Regions from separate parts of the Hordeum vulgare genome. Here region 2 is linked to region 1. Evidence: chromatin contacts called from public Hi-C data. All regions are on one chromosome and are shown on one strand. The core of a region is the stretch at or near the end of the contact, and the rest is flanking DNA. Distances in the headings are between cores, read along the strand shown.

Evidence for each region. A called contact is a pair of places that touch in the nucleus more often than the background predicts.
Region 2: a contact with region 1 is called in a Hi-C map of leaf, with 4 times the contacts expected there. The contact joins the enhancer-like site here to the promoter of LOC123447761 in region 1. A contact is called at or near these places in 2 of 6 Hi-C or Micro-C datasets (leaf and seedling).

What each region holds. Positions count from the first base shown.
Region 1 is chr4H:37,256,321-37,263,715 of MorexV3_pseudomolecules_assembly, reverse strand. It overlaps LOC123447761 (exosome complex component RRP43), which reads right to left and starts at 3,092. Exons shown (of 7, transcript XM_045124414.1): 1 at 2,754-3,092; 2 at 2,580-2,649; 3 at 2,381-2,486; 4 at 1,742-1,808; 5 at 1,086-1,161; 6 at 1-228. The coding sequence starts at 2,972. LOC123447760 (probable pre-mRNA-splicing factor ATP-dependent RNA helicase DEAH4) reads right to left here. Exons shown (of 16, transcript XM_045124413.1): 14 at 6,122-6,279; 15 at 5,257-5,432; 16 at 4,686-5,168. The coding sequence ends at 5,018.
Region 2 is chr4H:37,417,017-37,424,411 of MorexV3_pseudomolecules_assembly, reverse strand. No RefSeq gene overlaps it. Among protein-coding and RNA genes, the nearest start is that of LOC123451126, 39 kb to the left of the region's middle. Within about 2 kb of position 2,976, at least 1 of the 3 cell types and tissues checked has open chromatin away from gene starts, as enhancers often do. A contact at or near this core is called in leaf, where this site is marked.

The DNA of each region.
Region 1 (7,395 bases), core at 1,843-4,342:
AAGAATCTAGAACAACTGTCACAGAGGTCTCTATTATCGATTCTTCTTCAGCAGTTGGGTCCGCTAGAATACTATCCTTGTGGAGTGCACATGTGAGAGGAAATGGAATGTCACCAAGAGTAAGCTTCCTTTTTTCTCTGTTTACCAATTCATATTTGGTTTTGCCTTCATTGCCTCCAACAGTAAACACCCTACCATCGTCACCAACAGATACCAGAGGAATTTCCACTGTGAAAGCAGCATAGTATTAATAATGGAAACTAGAGTGTTCAGAGTCGCTCATGAAAAGGAGACATGGAGATACTGCTAGTGCCAAGTCACACAAATGTTCAACTACAGGACAAAACAAGCAGAATCAAGCAGGATACAAAAAGTCCCTTGTAAGAAAGTAACCAAGTAACAGCATCGTTTCCTCTGCCAGGTTTATCACAGAATAAGTGTGTGAACAGCTTTAGGCCAGTGCTCTCAACAAATGAAATGTATTCTCATATTGAGAACCTGGCACAAGCTTAATGCAGTACATACCACTTACAGTAATATACACAGATTCTCTATTCAAACCTGAACTATCAAGGTAAAGAAAATCAAGTTGAGAGATCATTCAGATTCATTCCAAAAGTTCCATGCATAAACCATCAAAGTATTCCGTGTTACAGTGTCAGTTTGGTTGAAAAAATCAAGTCAATCATGAGTCATGCCATTGTACCTTACTCGAGTTAGAAACAAAACTTGGGACTCACACAATATGGTTTAAGCTACCGTATTTTATATGGTTCTCGTTGTTCGGAATTTCAAAAGGTTATATAAACTTCATAACTCAAAAATCAACCCATACAAAGTACAAAAATTGACAATACTATGGTCAGGTCTGGTTAAAATGTGAAGGTGCATACAAATTTTCTCAGTTAACTCCATGAGGCGCTTGAAATATAAAAAAAAGTAGAAAGACAAGATTGAATCACTAACAGTTCATACTTTATTGAGTAACCACCAGCAGAAAACCAATAGTATAGTTTCCAATTATAGGTCAACTGAATAGTGGAAGGATATCAAATTAACTAAGAGAGAGAACAAATTGAACTTACAATGTGTAAATGCAGCCACCACTGAAATCAATGCAGCATCGAAAAGAGATCCATCAGCATTCAAACAATAGACATCCTGTAAAATTGAGGTGTCAAGAAATAAACGGAGCACATATCTATTTGGCATACTTATTACGAACGGGTATCTCAAACTTATGTCTCGTCATTGGGTTTGTACAATGTACAAGCACGCCACATGCTTGCCCAGTGCAGCAATCTAGAGAAACAACATATCTGGTGCTACCATACACGAGGCATGAACACCACATTACACAAGCAACTCTTGTTAAGTAGAGGTAGGAGCTCAAATTAACCACCAACATCAGAACTATATTAAATCCTAACTACATCAGCATAGTAAGAAATAGAAAAAGACAACAGAGTTATCATGCATACGCTCTTATTTTCTTTAATTTCTGCTGTGTTTTATTTATCTTGTTTGTTGCTACGCTAAGCTGATCATACTCCATTGAGGAGCGCTAATGTTAGTGTCGATCCTCAGTGAAATTCAGGGGTGGAGGCCTTCCAAATCTTATTCGACTTAACAATATCACATGAATTTTGTCCTAGTGACTTCTGAAGATGGTTGGTCAGGGAAATGTTTTGGTTCAATGAACACTGACGAGCTCACAATGTCAAAATCGAAGGTGTATTACCAAGTATGCTACCCACGAAGCCTTCCCACTGATCAAACAGAGCTCCTTCAAATTTAGCATCCCAGAGCTACAAAAGAGGATACAATAAAGTAATTTCAGTGTATGCCATATATGAGAAAAGAGAAGTGTTAGAGCACGATAGGTAGAAAATTTGTGTAATCATGTAAATCACCGAACTTACATCTCCAATCTGGGACAGAAAAAAAATCACCTGCATCCCTGAGCAGCAAGCACACTAATGCCTATCCTATAACTTGCATTTGAAACAATCAAATAATCACCGGAATTTTATGCGGCGAAAGAAATGTAAAATCACACCCCTGAGATTTCAATTCACAGAAACAATTTGTGGAAAATATATTTGAAACGACCCATTTACATCAACAATCATATGTCGGACTTCAAGTGATCAGCAGGCTAAAGGAAAAGAGAATCAAATGAATAGATTTCAAACAGTGCTCTTGTAGGTGCGACATACAGTACTTATTTGCTGTGGAAGAACGAACCAACAGAAGTAATCATATCCCACTATCTAAAACTACACCATAACGATTTGCTGAAAGCAGAATACAGTAATACATCCATCCCTTGTGTCAGCGAGGCGAAGATAGACAAGAAATGGCAAGCCACAACAAAAACCTCATGAGGACGTCCTCCAGGGCCTTGGAGATAACCGGCGCAGCCTCCGCTGGCCGTCCTGGTCTTACAAGCGGGGAGCAGATAGGCGGCATGTGGAACTCCACAGCTGTGGAAACAACAGTGAAGTTAGCCAAACCGTTGAGAACTAGAGCACCGGCAGCAGCAGCAGCAGCTAAAGGAAGAGCAAGGCCACACGAACCAACTGATCCTTGGTCCGGGGTCTCGGCGGGGGGCGACATCACCTCGAGCTTGATCGACGCGAGCATGGCCTGGGGCAACGGAAGGCATTTCGTCAAACAGGTGGGGCGCAACGCCAGCCAATACGGCAATGGGAGCCGGATAAAAGGTCGTGGGGTCGAAAGGGGGAGCTTACGGTGTCGCCGAGGCGGACGAGGGCGGACCCGTGCGCGGAGGAGACGGCGCCGAGCGCGACGGTGGTGGGGCGGGCTTCGGCGAGGCGTCGGGCGTCGGGCCGGACGGACTCGCGGAGGTGGCGCTCGAGGAACGCGAGGGGGAAGAGGCGGCGGTACGCCTCGACCTCCATCTCCCCCGCGAGCCCGCCGGGCGCCGTCGCGTCGGTCTCCGCGGCCATTCCCACGGTCGGCGGGTCGCGCCGTGCTCTGTCGGGAGGGAGAGAGAGAGAGGGAGGGAGGGAAGAGCCGCGGGGTTCCTAGGGTTTATGCCGCCCGGCCTCCCTGTAGCTAATCAGCGCCGGCTGCTTCGCGTGGTCAAATGAGCTGTTTAAGAAAGCTGCATTTCGAAGTTTTTCAAATAAAATAAAAATACATTCACGAAAATTTACTCTTACAAAAGATAAATATAAGGCTGTTAATTATGAAAGTTCAAAAAAAAGGCTGTTACTTATGACTTAAACTAGGTTATGTAACTGTTGCAAAAAAATGGGGAACGGTACACGTTCGCTAGATGATTTTTAAAAATTATCCGTCACCTAGCTAGTCGTCGGATGCCAATCTAACGCCCTGCATTCCCGCCGCATGGTCAGTAGTTATTTCCTGAAACGACGCTCGAGTTGTGGAAACTTTCGCTTTGTTGCAAGAAATAAACTTTGGATCCGTTAATTCCTGAAACAACGGTCGAGTTTCAGAAACAAATTGCTTGTTGCAGATTTTTTTTTTCGTCTTTCTGTAACATAGTATTTTTACAGAAGAATTTTTTGCAACAACGCTCGAGTTTCAGGAATTTTTACAACGAAAGTCACGTTGCAGCCGGGATCCATGCTCAACGGAGAGTCGGGCGCGCGAGCAGGGACGCATCTCCAGCGAGGCAGAGAAGCTCCCCGACGGCGGGACTCGCCGGCGTTCGCGCCGCACACCTCCTCGTTCGTCGCACAAGGTGGGGATCCGGCGATCCGGCGAGGTGGGGATCCGGCGAGGGGCTGGATCTCGTCAGCGAGGTGGGGATCCGGCGAGCTGGCGAGGACCGACGGCGGCGGCGGTTCGCCGGACTCCGACAGGCTCGTCCCCGGTAGCAGAGGAACCTGGAATGCTCCAGCTTCAGCCCCCGTTCGTGAAACAACGCTCCAGTTTCTGAAACAACGAACCAGTTTCAAAATCTGGTTCGTGATTGAGGCGAGATCTAATGAACGAGCGGGCGACGGATGGATCAACCGGATCAGCCGGTGGGATGTAATCTTTTCCTTAAAAAAATCAGCAAAATGGTTGCTTAAAAAAGTTTGCAACAAGGCATATGTTACAGAAATAATTCTACTATGTTGCAAAAAAAAAATTAATTATGCAACAATCTGCGTTGCAATTGTGAGGCACACTCTATTTGTCAGACACGAAAAATTTGACGGCTCACGGCTGATCTTTTAAAAGGATCGGTCTAGTATCTACAGAATCAGGGGATTGAACTACACCCAGACATGCGCAGCCCGGACCGAAAAACCCAGGCCAAGCCGGACCGTGCTTTGTGTTCGGCTGGGCTCAGGATTGAAAACTAGGCCCGGTTTGTATTTTGGGATGGACTCAAGCTTGAAAAATTGTCATTTTACACTGAGGCCCAACCCGAAATTGATCTTATTATTCCATTAGGGCCGGATGTTTATTTTTTGGCTGGGCCAGGTCAGACTCGGACTTGAGATTTTCCGTTCGAGCTTTCTCAAGCCTAAAATGATGACTAGCCAGCGTTTGCTGGGATGGGGATAGCAAGCCGACGTTTTTTATGGCAACTTTATGCCATAGGAGATGGCGAATCTTGCCCTTTTTGGCTGCAATTTTTGTTTTCTTCTTTCCAGAAATTGCCACCCCAATACAACTAAACTTTCCATGGAAAACATTCACAATTGCCATCCTCCCCAGCAAACATTCGCTGGCTATTGCTCGCTATTGGGGTCCATAAAAATAGCCCACATCAGCTTTATAAACATCTGGAATAACCGGAGGTAATTTGGGGGCTTTAAGCCCCATATATCTAAGGGCAAACTGAGCAAGCTACATTACGGAACCCACCACAAGGCATTGGACAGGGAAGATCTTAGGTTGTTCCGTGGCATTGGTTAGTATACATCAGACTACGAGCTCAGTTCCAAATGTGTTTACTCTTCTCATGTTCATGTGCTCTATGCATGCTTTGCTCTCTTCAAAATAATTATACTACTGGAAGATCACTAATATGTCACTTCTTGCCTTTTCGTGCAAGGTAGCGCTCTCGGGCCGCCTGGATTTTACTATCCACATCAGATTGCTTAGCAGCCGCAGCTTTTGTTGGCGACCCTGGTTGCTTCTCCTCTAGAGATTCGGAATCTGTCAACGCACTTGAACCGCCGCTGCAACAAGACACTCAAGGTTACTTGTCTAGCTAGCATTGTATCATGACACCGGAATGATCACCATTTGAATACATGGCTTTCATACCTTAATTTGTTTATGTTCAGTTTCTCAAGCTTCTTCAAGATTGGTTTAACCCAAGTCTGCTCAACCCCACAAACATTTCTCATGAAAGGGCGGGTAGTATTTATTAGCTCGTGGTAGACGACATACACAGGCAGTTTCCCGTATTCATCACCTTCCAGTACAGAAGATGGATGCACCTGCAAAAAAGACGTACTTAGGAAGGTGCCAGTGTAGTTGCGCAATTAAATTAGCAGACTACAAGATGTGGTAAATAAAACAAAGGTACAGTTCTACAAGAGGAGGTTAAATATGTCGATGAATCAGAATTCTTGTTGCATGACAGCTGTTCTCCACAAATGATATTCGGCATGTCATAACCACGTTTCCAAATGGCACAAACAACAAACTCTATGTCCCCTAGAATAAACATATTAAGCATTGCTGAGAAATAACTGTGAACTTCAAGTAGCAACTGGCAGTTCCACTAATTCCAAAGGAAAGTCAAGACAGGCACAAATGAGACATACTTGTTACCTGTGATTCCACTATCCTATTCTGAATTTTAATTGACCAGGATGATCTCCGCGGTGGTGGATTTAAATTAAATGGTCTAAAATGACTTAAATGGTACCAGCCCGTCCCATAATATAAGAACGTTTTCCCAATTGTTTTAGCTCAAAAAACGTTCTTATGTTATGGGGCGGAGGGAGTAGATCACAGCTTTAGAAAACCCGCTTACGGTTTGCTGGTAATGTCTGCAAGTATAAACGATTTGAACACAGAGGCACTAGTTTCTGCATGTATTACTGGTTCCAGTCTTCCTTGCTTTTTAGTCCCTAGCATTCTAAACTAACTGAATCTAACAGACAGATTACCAAGGTTATACCTGCACAAGTTGTGTCCTGTAGCCAACCGTATGGTAACCATTATGATGAATCATCCTCTCCGCTAACTGGTTGCCATATCCTACACAAAGTGCTCTTCTCAATTTTCTGTAGTCAGGGTCACTCTTCCGTCCTCTCCTTGCTTGCAAATCTGTTGGACCTGAATTTTACAAAGAAAGTTCTCTTACAAAATTCAGCCAAGTTAAGCAATTTCCAGAAAATGTGGCCAAGTCCAGGACTGCAACATACCAGGCAGAATAGATTATAGTATTTTGTAGTTCTCCAATTAAATAAAATACAGGAATTTTGGAGATGATTCAAGGATTCCAAAACACGAGCTTGAAAGAAGAAAAACTGAAGGAGAAAAAGACTCCAACCACTTTCCAGCAATCTCGGGGAGAGCAATGTACATGATATTTTCAACTCATACGAACAACATGGTGTGGCTGTCACAATATTTCCTTTTTGTCCATAAATTATGATTATTTTACTTGTTGTGCTGAAATTTCAACAGGAGACAGCATATACATTAATAATTTGACATGTTCTGCTTACATTCCAACAATAGGAAGCCTTAATTCAAGGAAAACAAATATACTACCATTAGGCAACAAAGACTAGTTTATCTACATACAAGGACAAAATCTGCCGTGCTATTTGAAGAAACAAAATTTGCTACTCTGATTAGTTGCTATCTAATTATATTTACCTTCAAATTAAAATTAGACAACATACAGCCTAAAATACTTTATAAAGAAGAATTTTGACAACACAATCTGAAAGGATTACTCAAAATTACAGAGAGCATCAAGCATCTACTGACTGGAATTTTATGCTCTTAAGATCATATGCACACACAATTTTCTTGAGTACTTGTGGACAGACCCAGTGCATAGAAGCTCCCACACAAGGTGGGGTCTGGGGAGGGATTATACGAACCTAGTCTTACCCCTGCTACAGTGTAATGCAGAGAGGCTGGTTCGAACCCAGGACCTCTTGGCACAAGTGGGGAGTACTTCACCACTGCGCCAGGCCTGCCCTCTTCTTGAGTACTTGTACACTTAGGAAAAAAAATACATGTTGAACATGTATACATTTTATTTTCGAGGGGTGAACATGCGCAATTTTTGTTGGCAAGAATATCACAACAAGTGCACTGCCAGGAAAAAAAAGATACTCCCTCCGATCCATATTACTAAAGCTGCGACAAGTAAAATGGATTGAAAGGAGTACAAGGATTAAACACATCTTCTGTAATACTTATTCTTTCACAAAT
Region 2 (7,395 bases), core at 1,727-4,226, 160 kb before region 1:
TTTTTAGGTGTGTTTTTGAATTTTGTTAAGATTTGTGTTCTACTCCGGAAGGCGAGACAACGGTGGCTTCCTAAAGATGAAATAAGGTTCTCCCCCTAGCCCTTGTTCCGGTGGTGCTGGTGCATCTAGCATCGTTTGTAGGCGTGTGGAGTTGTCTTCGGTGGATTTGCTCGGATCTGTCCGTCGCTCGTCTATGTTCATGTGTTTTTAGGTTGGATCCTTATGATTTAGGTTACTCTTCATCGATGGCGATTGCCATTCTGGTGCGTGTGGCCCTATGATGTCTTAGCACGACGATTTCCCAACTGACTATTACAACAAGCTTTGCCCGATTTCGATGAAGAAGAGATGATGACGACAGCACACCTTCGACTCGCTTGAATACTTGTAGTCGTCGCTACGTGAGACGAGACGTGATATATGAATCTAAATGTAGATTTTATTATTTTTAATGTTTGTGGTACTGCCATGATTAAAGATGGATATGTCCGATATTTTCCGGGGCAAAAAGTAATGGAGAGGTACATGGAACGGATAGAGTACACCTACTACGGAATGCTACAGGGTCTCTTTCCTGTACGGATGGCGCCGGACATTTTCAACAGGCAAACTCGTCAGTTGCGAGTGAGGCTGTCGCACTTGACAAGGACCCTGCGAGCTGCAGCAAACAACGTACCAGCTTCTTTAACGGGTACCGAGTATCTTCTGTAAATCAAGCGGGCAGGCTAACGGACGAGTTGTGCCCAGAAATGTGTGCCCTCTACATGCTTGCAAGGTGAGATACAGCTGGTACGTCGTAGATGGCACGTGAGCCCTCTCCATCCTTCATTTTTTGCAACGTGCGATGCGGCGAGCAAGGGTATGTCCTGACGGAGGTGCCGGCCGCCCAAGCCATTGGCGGCCGCTCCATCGTCTGGGTAGCGTTTGGTCATCGTTTGTGGGGAGGAGAGGGAGAGAAGGCATCGGTGCGCGAAGAAGAAGAAGAGAGAGCGTCGGTGGGGAGAGGTGTGTGGCCACCGGACGGGAAGGAGAGGGGTCGCCTTATATAGCCTCGGGCGGGCGGGCACGCGGAGCGGCGGCGTGTGAACGCGTGGCGGGAACCGACGGGACGTGTGTTGCCGCGTCTTCACTGCGTCGTCCGTGAATCAATGAAAGGCTGACCGCGGCGCAGCCTTCGCACTGATTCCGGAAAACGAGGCGATGAGGACGACGACCGCGCGGTCAGTCGCTTACTCGACGGGCACATCGTTTTTTCACGTCAAAAACGTTTCTGTCGACGCCTCCGGACGACCTCCAATGCGCTGGATTCGGCCTCGGACCGCGAGAGCCAATTTCGGTCCGAGCCGGCGAAAAACGAGATCCTAGGGGCGCGAGTGGTTCGTTAATCCTTCGCCGGCGGAAAAAATGGCCGAGAGGGGGGGGGGGGGGGTTGTTGGGGGCGTGGTTGAAGATGCTCTTAGCACGACGACTTTGCAACTACCTACCACAACAAGTTTTGTCCGACTTCAACGAGAAAGAGGCGATGACAACAGCACACCTTCGGCTCGCTTGAGTGTGTGTAGTCGTCGCTACGTGATCTATAAATGTGAAAGTAATTTTTATTATTTTTATTGTTTGATGTACTGCTTGATTGAAGATGAATAGGTCAAATATTTTTTAGGAAAAAGAAAGTAATCGAAAGGGTACAATGGAATGTCCTACATATAGTAGGATTCTAGGATCGGTTGGTCATATATATACCAATCCGACGGACGGAAAACAATGTGAATGCACCAATAATTATTTTCTTTCAGGCATTGGATGTTGTTTGATTTTTTGATTGATTGCAAGTTTTTTAGTAGCTTACCAAGCTAACTGCGAAAACCAATTTTTAACGTCGAGGCGCTTTCTTAATAAATTGAGTCAAACATAATAGGACAAAACTATGCAGCGGCGCCGCATCCGCATCTTGCCGACACCCTAGCTAATCACCTTCCAATGCAAAATTAACATCACATTAATCACCTTACTTCAAAAAGTGTTGCCGTGGCGCGGGCTCTCTCTCTACCATGCATGGATACAATGACGTCATTAAAGATTCGTCTAAATGATTGAAATTTGAAAAGTTTTATCTTTAAAACATTCAATTTGATTAATGATCTATTTTCATTGTTGATTTTATTTTAATAAGATCTTTAAAACTACATCCCATATCGATACGTTTCAAGAAAAAAATCTAGTCATACTTGTCACATTTGCTACATTTACTCGTCATATTTGTAAAACAATAACTTGCCGGATAAAAATAACTTCATTGTCATATTTTCAGTAATTGCATGTAAATATGACAACTCTACATAATTAACTGGCAACCACAAAGAAATTATTTTTGCCATTCCGTGTAAAAATGAACTCTCGCATATTTAAAACTGACAAACCACAAAGAAATTATTTTGGCGATTTCGTGTAAAAACGAACTCTTGCATATTTAAAACTACCAACCACAAAGAAATTATTTTGGCAATTCTGTGTAAAAATGAATTGTTGCATATATATTTGAAACTGGCAACCACAACAAATTGTTTCGGGCAATCACGTGTAAATAAGACAGCCAAACATAATTAAACTGGCAAATCACAACAAATTATACGTATTTAACAATCAAATGTAAAATTGACAACTCAACATAGCTAAATTGGCAAGTACAACCTATGTCAACATTTTGTATCGTGTGTAATGAAAAATTCAAACTCTGAGATGCATCGAGATTAAATTAGCAAAAAAAAAAAATATATAGCTGAATAGCTACGGTAGCAAAAGGTATAATGGGCAAACTAGTTGATCACGATTAAATAATGCAGCTACATCGCGCTGTCGTACTTTACATGCATGACTGCTGTAGCCCGATAATGACACATGCGCTAGTCCAGCAGGATTGTCCATGCACGCGACTTGCAGCGTGATGCAGCCGCAGCACGGAAACAACGTCATTATTTAAATTTTCCCAGCATAATAATACATTGCGAAACGGAGAGAGTACACTTTTTTTAAGGGCGGATAGAGTACACCTACTACCGAAAAAAATGGTTCAATCTCCGAATGATACAGCGTCTCTTTCGTGTGCGGGCGTCGATGGCGCCGGACATTTTCGACACGCAAGCTTGTCAGTTGCGAGTGAGGCCGTCGCACTTGACGAGGACCCTGCGAGCTGCAGCAATCAACGTACCAGCTTCTTTATCCCTTTTTTTTTTTTGAGGGGACGTACCAGCTTCTTTGACGTGTACCGAGTATCTTCTCCTAATCAAGCGGGCAGGTTAATGGACGAGTTTGTGCCCAGGAACGTGTGCCCTCTCGAACCGCATGCTTGCAACGTGACGTGAGATGCAGCGGTGAGCATGTTGGCACGTGAGCCCTCTCCGTCCTTCATGTCCTAGGTGACACGTACGCAACTACCGTGACTGGATCTCTGTCAAAAGAAAAAACAAGAACCTGTCTCTTTGGCCCTTGGGAATTTGGTAAGATTCTGTCCCTTGGAAAATTGTTTGCATATGGGATCCTAGTGTTTTTAGTAAGACAACGGCTGTGATTCTATTATGAAGGAGAAAGGCCGACGGCCAAATATGGGAGGAAAACGCTTCTGATCTGTAGTCTGAAGACCCGTCCGTGCCAGACTACTCGAAGTCCGTCGATACGATTGGAAAGTTGACGCTCCAGATTTCATCCTGTATTAATAAAAAAACAAAAACTGATTCCTTCATTTCCTCGTGCGCAATCCCCTCCTCTAATCTCTCGCTACGAATCGGCCATTAATCACCGGACCTGCTGAGCCCTGCTTCCCACGTCTCTTGCCTCGCCGCCAACTCGCGCTCACCAGATCCAGTGTGCCGCCGTTGTCTAATCCGAACTCCACCAGCCAACGACGACAGTTCCACCTCACCAGCCAGCTCCATCTGACCCGCACCTCCAACCCAATCCCCCTCACATCGGTGGACCACACCACCCAGCTTCGTCCTTCGCTCCTCCCCGCCGAGCAGCACGGCTACGCCCCAGTCCACTCCACCGATGCTGCCCCCGTGCGATTCTGTGGTGTTTTCTTAGTCGCTAGGCTCCCCCATCTATTCAATCAGATGCATCCCCATCGATTGATTCGGCCGGCTGGAGTACATTATTACTGGATTGCATAATTGCGCCCCTATTTGAAGGAAGGCATCTCCAAAGCAAAAGGTATGCACACTTCGTGGACTGCCGCACATTTGGAGATTTGCAATTTTTGCAAGGGATTGTGTGTGTGTGTGTGTCTTTTCCCCAAAAAAAGAATTGTTGTTGTGTAATTCATCTGTTTTTATTTCATGTTTCTGTAAAATTTTAGTTGATGGAAGCTCATAAAACCTCCAATTAGGGTAGATGAGATCCACTTGTAGATAATAAATTTCTGCACCCGGTTGTTAGGGGCAAGCAGGCTATTTTGCAATCTCAAATTTATGTGTTTCCAATGTATCTTCCTTATGCATCGATTTCAAAGAATTAGTGCTTCCTATGTACAGAAGGAATTTTTCCATACTGCTTATTATATATGTACTGATGAATCTTAGCATCTACCATGCTTTGTATGTATGGACTGCATTTCAATCTTGCTATACTTCTTAGGTGTAAAAAATATTTATTCATAGAATTAACAAAAATGCACCATAGGTGATTCATACGTACATAAGCTTATTTCATGCTATGGAACTTCAGGCTCTTGCCATGTTTCTAGTTGTATAGATGTGAAGTTCATTGCCTTAGAGCATCCTTGCTTTTTACGGGTACATAACTACATATAGAACAACAATCTTGCTTCATGATTGGTATATATGTTCTATATATCTTTAATACAACAGTATGTCGTGCTTGCATATTTATATTTCATTCTATATATCCCCTCGCTCTCTCGTCTTTTGAATGTCTATGCTTTCATGCATGACAAAATTAAGAGGATGGAATTGACGGGCCATTTGCTAGCGTATGCAACTGTATGTCTGTGCTTCCATCTTACAATAATTGTTGTTGCTTCAAAATGCTAAATTCTATGTTTTGGCCATACATGTGTTCTTCCACACTTTTTCACCATACATACCTTACTTACGTGTTTCCACTCATATTTTTCATTGCTTCAAAGAATTATGTTTTGCTTTAAGCAATTTGTTTGCGTTTTGGACAGCATTGGAAGAACTATCTGAAGCACCGTTGCGCTGACAGGTTACTTTTTGAAGCCAGCGGAAACAAAGCGATGTGTTGCTGCTATCCATCACTGATGCCAAGATAATGCTTATAGAAGCAAGTAGGAGGCACCAAAGGACAACTTGATAGGCCGCGTTGTCAAATCACATACAGAAGCAAGTAGGGTGCTTCGATTTAAATTGATTGTCTGAAATCAGAATTATTTGTCCAATGAATTATGAAAGCATAATCTTTTGTCTATGGAAACAAACTGGGCATATTTGTATTTATTGGAAGGAAACACATTTCTAATGTGTTTAAAGCATGTGTACTCGTGACAATGTGTCCTTTTCCGTGGAAATTTCTTATTTTGTTAGAAGCAATTGTTTAGTCGATCAAAACAATATTTTCATGTTTCCAAAATACCTTACTTTGTTTCCAACATCTGTGGTTCAATGCCTTACTTTGTATCCAACATTGTTTTCTCTTGCTTCCGGTGCACAAAATGAAGCTTAGTCATACAATAACCAAATTTGCAGTTTTCTCAAAACATGTGTGCATGCTTCCTACATGCTCGAACAAAGTTTACGTTAGTCACTAATCATGCTTTCAAAATTAGCGCACTATGTTTTCAAGCTACGCATCTGAATATATTCATGTGTTTTAGATCGAAGCAAACTCAGTTATGTCGGAAGCAAAACCGAGTCACTTCCAAAGCAGGATTAGTCACTCAATTATGGGAACCCACGTCAGTTCCCGGGTAAAAGCGTGCTATTTTTCCTCGATCTGGGTTTGACCCTCCAATACATGCATGCACTTATTTAGTGGAGGACCCACGGACAAAGATAACTGGGACGTGAAGTTTGGAAGCAGTTACGAGCAACCACCCAATTAATAAGAAAGCAAAGGAGCAAACCACGTGCGGGGGCCTCTGACTAGCTACTAGATCGGACGACCTTCATTAGCCTGATCGGACGACCAATGACTAGTCTGATAAGAAGCAATCTTCTGTAGTCTGATGCCTAGCAATGCCCAATATGGGATCCCAGTAGAAACATAGTTTGACCATAGTCGGTAGGTGGGAACAGGCGGTGAATACGTTACAGTGCGCCGCGGCCTGACCAGCCGTGTGGTCGGTAATTCGATATGGCCACGCGCTTTGTCGGGGTTCCGAGATCTGTAGGTGAATACGTTTTAGTTCCACTACTTTTAGCCATGGGACTAAAATGTATCCAAGCACCCTCTTAGAAGGTTCATGTTGGTTCAGGTCTGGTTTTCGCTGTCCATTTTTATCTTGTTGTTCTTTTTAACATTTTTCATTTGTTTCTTTTTTCGTTTTCCCTTTTTCCAAATAGTTCCCTTTTCTAATCAAATTGTGCAGAAATTTAGAAAGATTGTACAGGATTTTAAGATATTTTGAAAGAATGCTAGTTTCCTCAAATGTTGTTAGAAATTGTAAAAATAAGAAAATAAATTCAAAAGTCTCCAAAAATGTTTGTGAATTTCAAAAGATGTATGTCATAGATGACACGTGGTCAGTAATTCGATATGGACAGGCACTTTGTCAGGGTTTTCAAGATCTGTAGGCAAAACCTAACAAGAATTTTGGTTTTTCTTTGTGTCGATCCTCCCTTGCTTAATATAGTGGTTGTTGGCGGTGCTTGAACTACAAAGAGGACGAAAAAGGACACACAATCTTGGTTAACATGAGAGGATGAACACCAAGCCGGTTCAATTATGTTCGATCCGCTTCATCTACGCGTAGCAACGTACACAATAATCGGTTTTGGCGACAAATAGTCTGCAAAACGCACAACTGAGCGAGCGAATGACACCTTAATGGGCTGGCCCATTCAGCAGTACCAATGTACACATCGATCTGTTTTGACGGCCTTTTAGAAGGCTCCTGACAAGTTCAGGTCCGGTTCCCCCCCCCCTTTTTTTTATGTTGTTGTTATTTTTACAATTTTCATTGTTTTTTATCTTCTTTTACTTTTTTCAAACCGTTCCCTTTTCTGAATGAAATGTGTAGAATTTTAAACAAATGTACAAAGTTCTAAGAAATGTTCGGGTATTGCTAGTTTCCTCAAATATTATTTAAAAATGCAAAAACAATAAAATAAATCCAAAAAAATCCGAGCTTTTGGTAAATGTTTGCGAATTTCAAAACATGTATGTAATAGATGACATGTGGTTGGTAATTCGATATGGCCAAGC